Linked DNA regions of Sus scrofa: region 1 is linked to region 2. A link is a contact called in public Hi-C data. All regions are on one chromosome and are shown on one strand. Each heading gives the region's core, a stretch centred on a gene start, on an enhancer-like site or on the middle of the called end of the contact. The rest is flanking DNA. Distances are from core to core; before and after follow the strand shown. Region 1 has its middle 8.1 kb from the start of CCDC9. Region 2 overlaps SAE1 (SUMO-activating enzyme subunit 1).

The links. A called contact is a pair of places that touch in the nucleus more often than the background predicts.
Region 1: a contact with region 2 is called in a Hi-C map of fetal liver, with 2.0 times the contacts expected there. The contact joins two enhancer-like sites. A contact is called at or near these places in 2 of 5 promoter capture datasets (fetal liver and liver), 15 of 47 Hi-C or Micro-C datasets (alveolar macrophages, blood, embryonic fibroblasts and 10 more) and 2 of 2 datasets of contacts at active chromatin or transcription factors (alveolar macrophages and skeletal muscle).

What each region holds. Positions count from the first base shown.
Region 1 is chr6:53,053,902-53,060,345 of Sscrofa11.1, forward strand. No RefSeq gene overlaps it. Among named protein-coding and RNA genes, the nearest start is that of CCDC9, 8.1 kb to the right of the region's middle. Within about 2 kb of position 1,705, at least 52 of the 83 cell types and tissues checked have an H3K27ac peak or open chromatin away from gene starts, as enhancers often do. A contact at or near this core is called in fetal liver, where this site is marked.
Region 2 is chr6:53,019,062-53,025,305 of Sscrofa11.1, forward strand. SAE1 (SUMO-activating enzyme subunit 1) reads left to right here. Exons shown (of 9, transcript XM_003127243.4): 8 at 3,196-3,265. Among named protein-coding and RNA genes, the nearest start is that of BBC3, 25 kb to the right of the region's middle. Within about 2 kb of position 3,045, at least 2 of the 83 cell types and tissues checked have an H3K27ac peak or open chromatin away from gene starts, as enhancers often do. A contact at or near this core is called in fetal liver, where this site is marked.

The DNA of each region.
Region 1 (6,444 bases), core at 455-2,954, 34 kb after region 2:
CGTGTTGCGTTGTGTGTGGTGGATATGTTGTGTGTCACTGTGATGGTGTGTGCCCATATGCTTTGCTGTGATCGGGGGAAGATGTGCGAGTGTGTCACAGGTATTGTACATCTGGACAATGCTGTGTATAGAGGGGTTGTGTATGTGACACTGTTATTGTATCTGAAGTGTGTGTCTGTGGGACTGCATGCTACTGAGAGTGTGCATCTGTACAGTGCTATGTGTTCTTGTGATTGTGTATGTCATTGTAATTGTGTGTCACTGTGATTATATTTGTCAGGGTGATGTTGGTGTCCATGGGACTGTATGTTCACGAGCCTGTGTGTGTCTGTGCAATGTTGTGTGTCACTGTGATTAAGTTGTGATTCTGTGTGTCACTGTGATAGCGTGAGTGTCAGGACCAACTGGCTGTGGGAATATGAGGTGTCACTGTGATTGTGTGTGTGTTACTGATATTGTGTGTTCCAGGAACAAAATCATGGAGATTGCCTGGGTCTGGGCAACAGTGGGTGTCAGTGTGGTTGTGTGTCGTTGTGATTGTGTGTCCGGGCTGTGCTGTGTGTCCTGGACCTACATCTGCGTCCTGAGATTTTGGGTCGGTGTGATGCTGTGGGTCTCTGCATGTTCCTGAGACCGTGTGTGTATGACACCGTGTGTGTCACTGTGATTGTGTGTGTGTGGGAAGGGGAAGGCGATGTTGCGTGTCCCTGGGACAGTGTAAGTGTGTGAGCCACTCTGACTGTGTGGCCGCGTGCTTCGCTGGGTGTCGGGGGAAGGTGCGTCTCCAGGCCTCCTGCCCGAGAACAGCGACGCTGCTTTCTGATTGGCTGCGGCCTCGCCAGTGAGAAGCTGCGGAATCCTGCGGTAACTTGGTAACTCGGTAACTCGGCCGCCGCCGCCGCCGCCGCCGCCGCCGCCGCCGCCACCGCCGCCGCCGCCGGGATGAGCCGATTGGGAGGGGCCCCGCCCACGTCCCGCAGGGCCCGCCCTGGCGGGCGACCGTAACCCCGAGTGCTCCTCCCCGCGCCCCCTCTTCCCACTGGCTTCCCCCCTACCTGTCTGTACGGTGGTCCTTGACTCCATCTCCCTCACCTCTGCCTCTGCCTCTGCTTCCCCGTCTCTACCACTCGCCACGACTCTCTCCGCCTCTGAGTCCCCCCTGTTTGTCTCTCCCTATCTCTGTGTCTCTGCCTGTCTCTTTCTCTTTTTGTCTGTTTCCCAGGTCCCAGCTCTGTCTCTCCAGCATCTCTCTCTCCTTGATCTCTCTCTCGCCCCATCTTTCTCTTCCTGTCTCCGTCTTTCCACCTTTGTCTCTCCAGAGACGTTCTCGGGCTGTCTCTCCTTTTCTCTGTCTCTCTCCCCCTCTCCTCTGTCTCAGTCTCCCCAACTTCGTCTTTCCCACGTCTCGTCTCTCTCTCTCTCTCTCTCTCTCTCTCTCTCTCTCCCTCCCTTCTCCACCCCGCCTCCCAACTCCCACAGCCAAGCTCAGAATTCACTTTTCATTCTGCGGAGAGCGCAGGGGACCTTTCGCTACTTCATCCTCGCCCCTTCCCAAAGGCCCAGGCTCCTGGCAGCAGGCCCCACGCGGGGCAGACCTCAGGAAGGACTTCCCGCCCTGGTTCAGCAGTGGAGTTTTATCGCTCCGGCCAGGCAGAGGCCGGGCGGCCCCGTGGCTTCCGGAGGCGCCCGGGCGGGATGAGCTCACTGCAAGTTGGCTTGGATTTCATCAGCTTCCTCTGCCGGAGTTGCCCCCGCTCCTCATCCCGCGCTGGCCGAGTCGGCGAATCCGCCGGGCTCTGCTGCCCCCGAGCGGCAAGAGGAGGTAGCGCAGGCGCCGTGTAAAAAATTCCACCTTTGCTGTTCACGATGTCACCAATTCATGAATGCTGCAAATACGAACCCATTTCAAACTCACGAGAGCCCCATGAGATAGAGACTATTTCAAATCCAATTTAAAACTGAGAAGCTGAAGTCGGAGACTTGAGGTCAGCCGCCTGAGGTGAATGGAGTCCTTTGGAGGCTGACGTGGGCAGAGAAGGGAAATGCTTGTAATCACCAAGATATCTGTGGTCATTTATTCTTATATTCTTATATTCATTCATTCATTCATTCATTCATTCATCAGAGATTCGAATCTCTGGGCCAGGAACTGTTGTAGGCATCGAGGACACAGCAGTGAACAAAACAAAAATCTCTGCCTTCCAGAGGCTGTTACTCTGGTCTGGGGGAGACAGATGCTGAATAATATAATTAACAATACAGAGTCTCAAAGTAGATAAAAGAAGCAGGGAAAGGGGCTCGAGAGTGTTGAGAGTGGTCTTAGTCACTAGGATGATCAAGGAAGGTGTTCCTGAGAAAGCGATGGTTGAGGACGTGCCCAGAGGGGGTGAGGCAGCGAAGAGCGCCCCAGACAGAGGGAAGGGCAGGTGCACCGGTCCTGAAGCCAGAATGGGCCTGTCCAGGAGAGTGGGTGCGGCTGGAAGGAAGTGAGCAAGGGGAGAGGGTTGGGAGGTGAATTCCAGTGCAGGATTAGATGATGGTGAGGATTTTACTACTTACTCTGAGTTGGGTGGGAGCCCCTGGAGAGCCCCTAAGCAGAGGACGCGCGTTCTTAAGCCGCCCTCTGGCGGCCAGGTGGAGTATAGACTGTGGGCGGAGAGAGCAGAGGGCTACCGTAATAACCCTGGTTGGTGGGTGGAGAGTGGACCAGAGTGGTTACTGTGGGATCAGGCTCATCGCGGAGCCTATGGGATTGGCTGAGGCACTGGGGGTGGATGTGTGGGAAAGAAAGGAGTTTAAGGGGTTCCCGGTTTTGACTTGAGCAGCTAAAAGGATAAAGGGGCCATGATGATGACAGCGGTAATAATAATAGCAGTTGTAATAACGCAGTTCTCACTTTCTGTTCACCTATTAGGTGCCAAGCTCTGTGCCAACGCAATGCTTTACACACCTGACCTCGTTAAATCCTTATGACTATCCTGAGAGGCACAGGTGGGTGATGTATGGTTCTGGATTTATTTTGAAAGTAGAAGAGTTCCGGAGTTCCCATCGTGGTGCAGCAGAAATGAATCCAACTAGGAACCATGAGGTTGCAGGTTCGTTCCCTGGCCTTGCTCAGTGGGTTAAAGAGCTGGCGTTGCTGTGAGGTGTGGTGTAGGTCACAGATGTGGCCCGGATCTGGCATTGCTGTGGTGTAGGCCGACATCTATAGCTCCAATTCGACCCCTAGCCTGGCAACCTCCATATGCTGTGGGTGCGGCCCTAAAAAGCAAAAAAGAAAGAAGGAAAAGAAAAAAGAAAGTAGAGGAGTTCCCATTGTGGCTCAGAGGGTTAGGAGCCTGACTAGTTCCATGAGGAGGCGGGTTTGATCCCTGGCCCTGCTCAGTGAGTTAAGGATCTGGCATTGCCTCGAGCTGTTCTGTAGGCCACAGATGCGGCTCAGATCCTGCTTGCTGTGGCTGTGGTGTAGGCCGGCAGCTACAGCTCCAATTCAACCCCTAGCCTGGGAACCTCCATATGATGTGGGCACGGTCCTAAGAAGAAAAAAAAAAGTAAGTCTACTACATGATTTGCTCAGTAGCTATTTGTGAATTTGATGGATAATCACAATAATAGCATACATATAGAGTGTGTGTCTGGCACTGTTCTCAGTGCTTTAATTGTATTATCTTATTTATTCCTCACAACCTGTTGTCACTAGTGCCATTTTACACCGGGGGAAAATGAGGCAAGCAAGATTAAGTACCTTGCCCAAGCACAATGAATAATTACAATAATGTATCACAGAGGTGACAGGGTAGGCTCTGGGAGTCAGAAAGCTCCCCCTGGTTTCAAATCCTGGCTGGACGCATGACTTTGGACAGCTCACCAGGACTCTGGGCTTTGCTCTCCTGCTTTGTACAATGGAAATTGCAAGAATACTCTTGGCACCAGGCTTTGGGAATGAGTTGATGAGGAACAAAAGTGAGCCCCAGAGGCAGAAAGTGCTCTTTAAATGCCAGTAAGACCCTTTAAGGGGTGGGGGCTACGGAGATAAGTGGGAACCTTAAAACAATCATGATAAAATAAATATTCATTCAGTCACCCCAGAGACCTACAAGGTTTGAGTCTTGTGAAGACTCCTCCAGGCAGGACCCCCGATTGACCTCTTGCCTCTTCTTGTCTGTACTTCGGATTGCCTTTCTCCATCTGGGACACCTCATGTTCAGCCGGCTTGGCCCCCATGTTTCACTCCGGTCTCTGATCAGATGTCACCTCCTCAGAGAAGCCTTCCAGGACCCTCTCACACTGCCTAATTTTGTTGGGCAACACTCCTTTTCCATATTTATTTGTTTAGCTACTTACTGTCTGTCTCCTTTTGGAGAAAGTGAGCTCCATGGCGGCATGAACATGCTTCCAGCATAGTTGTCTCTTCTAATCCCCATTTCACAGATTGAAAAACTGGAACAAGGCTCCCTAAGCAGGTTTTATGGTTAAAAGGACTATTCGTTGAACGAATGCATCTGGCTTCTAAAGCGGCAGTGGCGCGCCACACCGCCCCCTGGTGGCGAGTGGGAAACTCGCACCCGGAAAGTTGGCCTTCAGGGCAATCAAGTTTCCCCCAGCTGCTGGGGTAGCCTGAGATTCCGTGTGCAGTAATGCTGGAAATTAACTCCACTTCACATCAAGCACAAAGTACTTTTGTTGTTGTTGTCTTTTTGTCTTTTCTAGGGCCGCACCCGCGGCATATGGAGATTCCCAGGCTAGGGGTCGAACAACAGCTACAGCTGCCAGCCTACGCCAGAGCCACAGCAATGTGGGATCCAAGCCGCATCTGCAACCTGCACCACAGCTCACGGCAACGCCGGATGGTTAACCCACTGAGCAAGGGCAGGGACCGAACACGAAACCTCACGGTTCCTAGTCGGATTCGTTAACAACTGAGCCACGATAGAAACTCCTTTGTTTGTTTGTTTTTTATGAAATTGCCTATTTATTTATTTTTATTTTTTGTATAATGATTTTTATTTTTTTTCCCTTGTAGCTGGTTTACAGTGTTTGTTTTGGGGATTTTTTTTAGGGCCTCACCTGTGACATATGAAAGTTCCCAGGCTAGGAGTTGAATTGGAGCTGCAGCTGCCAGCTTCCACCACGGTCACAGCAAGGCCAGATCCAAGCCACTTCTGCCAGCCACGCTGAAGCTCAGGGCAACGCTGGATGCTTAACCCACTGAGTGGTGCCAGGGATCGAACCTGCATCCTCATGGATACTAGTTTGGTTCATTACCCACTGAGCTACAAGGGGAACTCCCACAAAATGTTATGTTAACAGAGGCAGACCTACCAAACTTTTGTAAGACCCACAAATCTCACATGTAAAGCTCCACATGAGTGCAAAGCACCCTGGGGTCGGAGGGAGAAGAAACAGAACATTGCAGGCCCCCTAGGACCTCCCCTCTGGGCCCCTCTTTGTCACCATCCCCTGGGAATCATCATCCTTAAATTCTTTTTCTTTTTTGACATGTTGAGTTCCCCTGGCCAGGGATTATGTCTGAGCTTCAGTTGCAACCCAAGCTGTGGCAATGCCAGATCCTAACCCACTGTGCCAGGCCAGGAATCAAATCCAACTTCCAGCTCTCCCAAGAGACCACCGATCCTGTACCGCCACAGCGGGAACTACTCATTACCCTGAATTCAAACAAGATATTAGTTCTGCCTCTTCTAGAACTTCATACACATGGAACTGTGCAGGAGTTCCCGTCGTGGCTCAGGGGAAATGAATCTGACTGGTATCCATGAGGATGCAGGTTTGATCCCTGGCCTCCCCTAGTGGGTTAAGGATCTGGTCTTGTCATGAGCCATGGTGTAGGTCGCAGACACAGCTCGGATCTGGCGTGGCTGTGGCTGTGGCCTAGGCCGGCAGCTGCAGCTCCGATTAGACCCTGAGCCTGAGAACCACCATATGCCTTGGGGGTGGCCCTTAAAAAAAAAAAAAAAAGACAAATGGGACTGTGCAGTACATGCTCCTGTGTGTTTGTCACTCCGCCTCATGTTTGTGAGATTCATCATGGTAGAGATGGCTAGTATTTCACTTTTGTGTAGTGTTCCTTGGTGTGAATATCCATACTGGTTTTTTTGCCACACCCTTGGCGTATAACTGAGCCACAGCAGTGACAATGCCAGATCCTTAACCTGCTGTGCCACCAGGGAACTCCACCCATTCCACTGCAGTTTGGGGTTGGATTAGGTTGCTTAGGGCGGCTATAAGAAAGTATCCCTGGGGAGTTCTGGTTATGGCTCAGCGGTAACAAACCCAACTCGTATCCATGAGGACATGGGTTGAATCCCTGGCCTGGCTCAGTGGGTTAAGGATCCAGCATTGCCATAAGCTGTGGTTTAGGTCACAGACACAGTTTGGATCTGGTATTGCTGTGACCGTGGCGCAGGCCAGTGGCTACAGCTCTGA
Region 2 (6,244 bases), core at 1,795-4,294:
GGAACTCCTCCGTATGTGTCTTGAGCTTGTATTCTGCAACCTTGCTGAATTTAGTAGTTCAAATAATTGTTCTGTGGTTTTCTTAGTATTTTCTATATACCAAATCATGTCATCTGTGAATATATATTATTACTTCTTTCTTGCCAATCTGGGTATCCCTTATTTCTTTTTCCTTTCTTAAGTGCCTGGGCAAGAACCTCCAGTACAGTGTTGAATAGAAGTAGTGATGGCAGACATTCTTGCCTTGTTTTTTTTTTTTTTTTTTTTTTTTTTTGTCTTTTGTCTTTTTGTCGTTGTTGTTGCTATTTCTTGGGCCGCTCCCGCAGCATATGGAGGTTCCCAGGCTAGGGGTTGAATCGAAGCTGTAGCCACCAGCCTACGCCAGAGCCACAGCAACGCCAGATCCGAGCCACGTCTGCAACCTACACCACAGCTCACGGCAACGCCGGATCGTTAACCCACTGAGCAAGGGCAGGGACCAAACCCACAACCTCATGGTTCCTAGTCGGATTCGTTAACCACTGCGCCACGACGGGAACTCCTTGCCTTGTTTTCTGATCTTAAGAGGAAAGCTTTTAGTCTTTTGCCATTGGGTATGATGTTGGCTATGGATTTTTCATAGATGCCCTTTATCAGTTTGAAGAAATTTCCTTCTCAGTTTATTGAGTGTTTTTATCATGAAATATTGCTGGATTGGGGGAGTTCCCACTATGGCACGGTGGGTTAAAGGGTCCGGTGTTATCTCACCTGTGGCTCAGATTCGATCCCTGGCCCAGAGACTTCCATATGCCCTGCGTGTGGCCAAAAAAAAAAAATAGTGCTGGATTTTTGTCACATGCTTTTTCCTTGTCTGTCAAAGTGATCTTGTGTTATTTTGTCCTTTAATTAATTAATTTGGCATACTACATTGATATCTCATATGTTAAACCAACCTTCCATTCCTGGCATAAATCCCCCTTCATCATCTACATGTTGCTGGTTTGGTTTGATTTACTAGTAACATTTTGTTGAGATGACATACTTTTTTTTCTTTCTTTCTTTTTTTTTTTTTTTTTTTTTTTTTTTTTGTCTTTTTGCCTTTTCTAGGGTGGCTTCTGCAGCATATGGAGGTTCCCAGGCTAGGGGTCGAATCGGAGCCGTAGCCACCGGCCTACACCACAGCCACAGCAATGCGGGATCCAAGCCTCGTCTGCGACCTACACCACAGCTCACGGCAATGCTGGATTCCTTAACCCACTGAGCAAGGCCAGGGATTGAACCCGCAACCTCATGGTTCCCAGTCGGATTCATTAACCACTGTGCCACAGCGGGAACTCCAAGATGATATACTTTTAAAGAAAGAAAGATCGCATAGAATATGGGTGAATTTTCTTTCTCTTTTCGGTCTTTTTTTGCCTTTTCCAGGGCCTCAGCTGCAGCATATGGAGGTTCCCAAGCTAGGGGTCGAATCAGAGCTGTAGCTACCAGCCTACACCAGAGCCATAGCAACTCGGGATCTGAGCCGAGTCTGTCACCTACACCATAGCTCATGGCGATGCCGGATCCTTAACCCACTGAGCAAAGCCAAGGATCAAACTCTCAACCTCATGGTTCCTAGTCGGATTCGTTAACCACTGAGCCACGACGCGAACTCCAGGTGAATTTTCTTTTTAGGAAAAATATTCCTGCATCTGATTATCTTTGTGTAGTTGAATTAGGAGTGGCTAGTTTCTCTTTGGTATAGTCCTCTATGTGTTTTATAGTTCTCTAATGGACCTTGATACGAGGGATGACGTTGCCTCTGTGGATGAACATCCTGGCCAGGGTATGAGGAGATGGGCACCCCCAAGCGCAGTTGATGGCAGTTAAATGGATCTAGCCTTTCCGGAGGGCATTTTGGGAGAATGTATCAGGACTCAGCAGTTCTGTATTTAGAAATTTGCTGTAAGGAGTTGTTTGGACACCTATTGCAGTATGTGTTATTTCAATGTTGAACAGCTTAACTATACATCAGGAGGTTTTAGAACACCACAAATCATAATTGCTCTACTGGATTTTAAATTATGTGTGTTTAGGAGTTCCCACTGTGGCTCAGCAGTAACAAACACAGCTAGCATCCATGAGGATGTGGGTTCGATCCCTGGCCTTGCTCAGTGGGTTGGGGATCTGGTGTGGTTGTGGTGTAGGCCAGCAGCTATAGCTCCAATTTGACCCCTAGCCTGGGAACTTCCATATGCCTCAAGTGCGGCCCTAAAAAGCAAAAAATTTAAAAAATAAAAAATAAAATAAAAAATAAAAAGGTCTAGGAGTTTTCTTGGTGGCACAGCAGCTTAAGGATCCAGCATTGTCACTGCAGCTACTTGGGTCACTGCTATGCCATGGATTCGATCACTGGCAGGGAACTTTTGCGTCCCCCCCTCCAAAATAAACAAAAGTTCTTTTAAAAAAAAATAAAAAATAAACTAAAAAGTCCAGAAGGATGTGTGGCAAACTGAGAAGATTGGAGGCGGTCTTCTGGAGGTAAGGTTCCATAGGGAAACTTACCCTTTAACTTGCCTGCACCCAGTTTCCTCACCTAAAAACCATCTTTGTGTTCAGGGGTGGGAACTGGCGAGGCATGCTTCCTCAGGAGAGGTGGTGGAAGGAAGCGTTTTGCTGTCCAGGATGGGTGACTTGGAGGGGCAGGTGGCAATATTAGCTAAAATTTGTCCTCTGGATGCCCCATCCTGGCCTAGAAGGGTTGGTATCTACGTGGGTAGTGAAGGCTTTTTTCTACTCCCGTGCTGTAATTTCAGGCCCTAACTTTCCCAGGCCTCGTGCATGTTAACACAGGCCTGCTCCTGACATTTGTCTGGGAATAACATACAGACCCCACTGCCCATTGTGGGTAAGGAGAGAATTGCGAGAATGTGACTGGGGCACTGAAACATCTGATATATTTAGGATGCACAAATATAGTCTTTCCTTTAACTTAAAAAAAAATGTTGTGAAACAGTTCTTGCTTGCCAAGGTTCAGAGGTCTTTCCCAGCCACCTACTAACCTCCTGGATCAGATTTCATTTTCACGCCTAGATGCCAGCATTGGTGTGGCTGTCTGGATTGACTCCTCCCGGTAGGAGATGTGTTCATTCAGGCTAGTCCACTACTGACCTTTCCCAAATGTCTCACCAGCCTTCCTGCTCCTCGGGGCTCCGTATCATTTGTCTTCTCTTTCAGGTACTGCTTCTCTGAGATGGCCCCAGTGTGTGCAGTGGTTGGAGGGATCCTGGCTCAGGAAATTGTGAAGGTAAAAGTCACTGTGGAATCAAAGACCATTGACCCACTGCACCATCCCCTTGTAGATGTGCCAGCAGAGAGAACCCAGGACTGTCTTAGCAAGCTGCCTGGCTTATCTGCCGTCACTCATCCTTTTTTCCTGCCCTCCCCATCCTCTTCCTTCCTTTTCCCACCCCATCCTATTCTCTCCAGCCCATCCAGCTGGGCATTCAGCAAATGACCTTCAAGTGCTTGCTTTGTGCTAAGCCCAGAGCCGGACAAGGTGCCTGGAAGGTGCTGTCTGCCAGCCCCTAACTCTACAGATTAGTTATCTGGTGCTTATAATATTTGCCAGGTATTCAGTTGCTTCTCACAGCTCTATGAAGTGGACACTGTCATGGTCCCCGTTCAAGGGGTAGACACTGAGGGCCAGAAAGGGACCCCAAAACCTCTGCTGCTCCACCTCTCCTTGATACAGTTTCTCTCGGTCCATGACCGTGGCGTCAGAGTGCCCTTGCTAATGCGCACGTCCGGGGCTTGTGTGGAGAGGGGGAGTCAATACCGGGTAGTGTTGTCCCCTCAGAAGGGAAGTGTTTTATCCGAGGTCATGCAACCAGTAATTAGCACAGCCTTTGGAGTCTTTTCTGGAACATTTGGGTTGCCAAACTGTAGCATACCCTGAAATAGATTTTACCTTTTTGGGGGGACCTGATATTTGCTCAAAGATGTTGAATTTGCCTTTTGCAAATTCTTGACTGCTTTAGTGGATTTGCAGTCATGGTTTTTCCTTTTCTTTGATGGAGCAGAGTCATGTCAGCTTAAATGATTTCCCCCTGTCTGTTTACATGTCAGGTTCGAGCTTAGGACGATTTAGAGACCAGCTCTTATTGCTTTGTCTGTAAATTTGCTCTGGAAGCACTTGACTCAACTTGATGATCCCACCGTCTTCTTCCTTTTTTTTCTTATTCTTTTGTCTCTCCTTGTGGCATATGGAGTTCCCAGGCCAGGGATCAGGGATCAGATCCGAGCCAAGCTGCGGTAACGCCAAAGCCTTTAAGCCACTGTGCTGGGCCAGGGATCGAACCTGGTGCTGCAGAGACCCGCTGATCCTGTGGTGCCCCTGCCGTCTTCTTAAGGCTCTTTTTCTCTCTCATTTCATTCTCTCTGGACAGAATCCTTTCCCTAAACCTAAGGCTGCCTATAGGGAGACCTGGCAGGAGAGAGTGCAGTGATGGATAAATGGGTGGGGGGGACATTACCGTTCTTTTTGTCTCTTGTAATGATGACAACAGTAGGTAACATTTATTGAGAGCCCATTATGTACCTACCCCCCGGAGACCGTGGATAGACTCATTTTATCCTCACAACACCCAAGAGATAGAAGCTGCTGTGATCCTTGTTGCATGAAGGAGGCACGGAGGCAGACAAGCAGTGGGGCTAGGGCTTGAGCCCACTCGGTCTGCTTTCAGAACCTGTGCATCACTTGGCCATCCGGCCTCCGGTGCCCTCCCTAGCACCACTGCTGTCCAGTGCTGTCTGCGTGGGCCTGGGGCCACTGTCCCTGCACCCTGGGCCTCCTCTACACATCCCATTGAGAAGCTGCTTCCTGAGGTGCTCACGTGGGATGGAGATTGGGGGTCGCGTAGGTCACCTTGACCCCATTGTTGGCAGCGGCCTCTCCACGTCTCAGTCACAGCCTCTGGTGCAGCCCCCTCCTTCCTGCCTGCCGGGCACAGCTGTCGCCCAGCATCTCGTTTCTGTTTATCCCGGATCCGGGTCGCCAGAGCACTCTGCATTCTTGGTTCTGGGCGTGTTTGGAATCTCCTCCTACCCCCATCCTGCTTGGGAAGCACTTTACCTTTGCCCATGTTCACCCCGTGCCCTGCTGCCTTGTCCCCGCCACTCCCCCCTACTTAGCACCGTTCCTGCTCCGGTAAAGTCCTGCCATCTGAGGGTGCAGATCTGCCCCTTCTCCCTGGCGGGACCATCTGACTACCCGTAACAAGGAAACTTCGGGAGATGGGGGAGACCCAAGCCTGTTCCTTTGGAATCATCAGTGTTTCCCTCCTTCCTTCTGTCATTCCAGATGCCACGTGGTCTCTCCACAGCCTCTGGCGTGTCTCCTTGCTTAGGTTTAATCGCCCTCTTCTCTCCCCACTGTCTTACTTGGTCTCCCTGCCTGCAGTGCTGGGGCGATGCTGACAGCAGCCGTGCAGGCACCCCATTAAAATGCTTTGTATCATCTCCAGGAACTTGGGGTCTCGGGTCTAGGAATTCTACCTGTGGTCCTTCCACCAGCTGAGTGCTTGTGGTCCTCAGATATTAGGGAAGGGCCCCTGGCAGCCTTTAGTAATAGTAGCTCCCATTTATTGAGAATTTACCATGTGGCTGGCACATTACAGGCTTGATCACATTTCATACTCATCAGGAGCCCCAGTGGACAGGTGCCGTTTATTTCCCATTTTATATATGAGCCCAGAGAAGCAAACCTCTGTCTCAGCCAAGCCCCCGGCCGGCAGGGACTTCAGAATCCTTAATACTTGACACAAAGTAGATGCTAAAAACATTTTCCTCAGAAGGACGGTTATTTCTGGAATAACCACTTGGAATAGGTATATTGTCTACATTTTTTGGGTGAGGAAGTGGATTGGGCTTGGTGCCCAGGTCAAGGAGGAGAGATTCCGGGTGTTTAGAGTGCATTCCCAACCTCGTGAGTGACAGCACGGTGCTCCCTGGAACCTCGAAACCTTGCCTGGCAGGTTGCATAGGTGATGTCCTCCTCTTTTTTTTTTTTTTTTTTTTTTTGTCTTTTTGTCTCTTTAGGACTGAACTCGTGGCATATGGAGGTTCCCAGGCTAGGGGTCAAATCAGAGCTACAGCTGCTAGCCTGCACCACAGCCACAGCCACATCAGAGCTGAGCCTCGTCTGCGACCTACACCACAGCCACAGCAATGCCGGATCTGAGCCGCGTCTGTGACCTACGCCACAGCAACGCCAGATCTGAGTCAT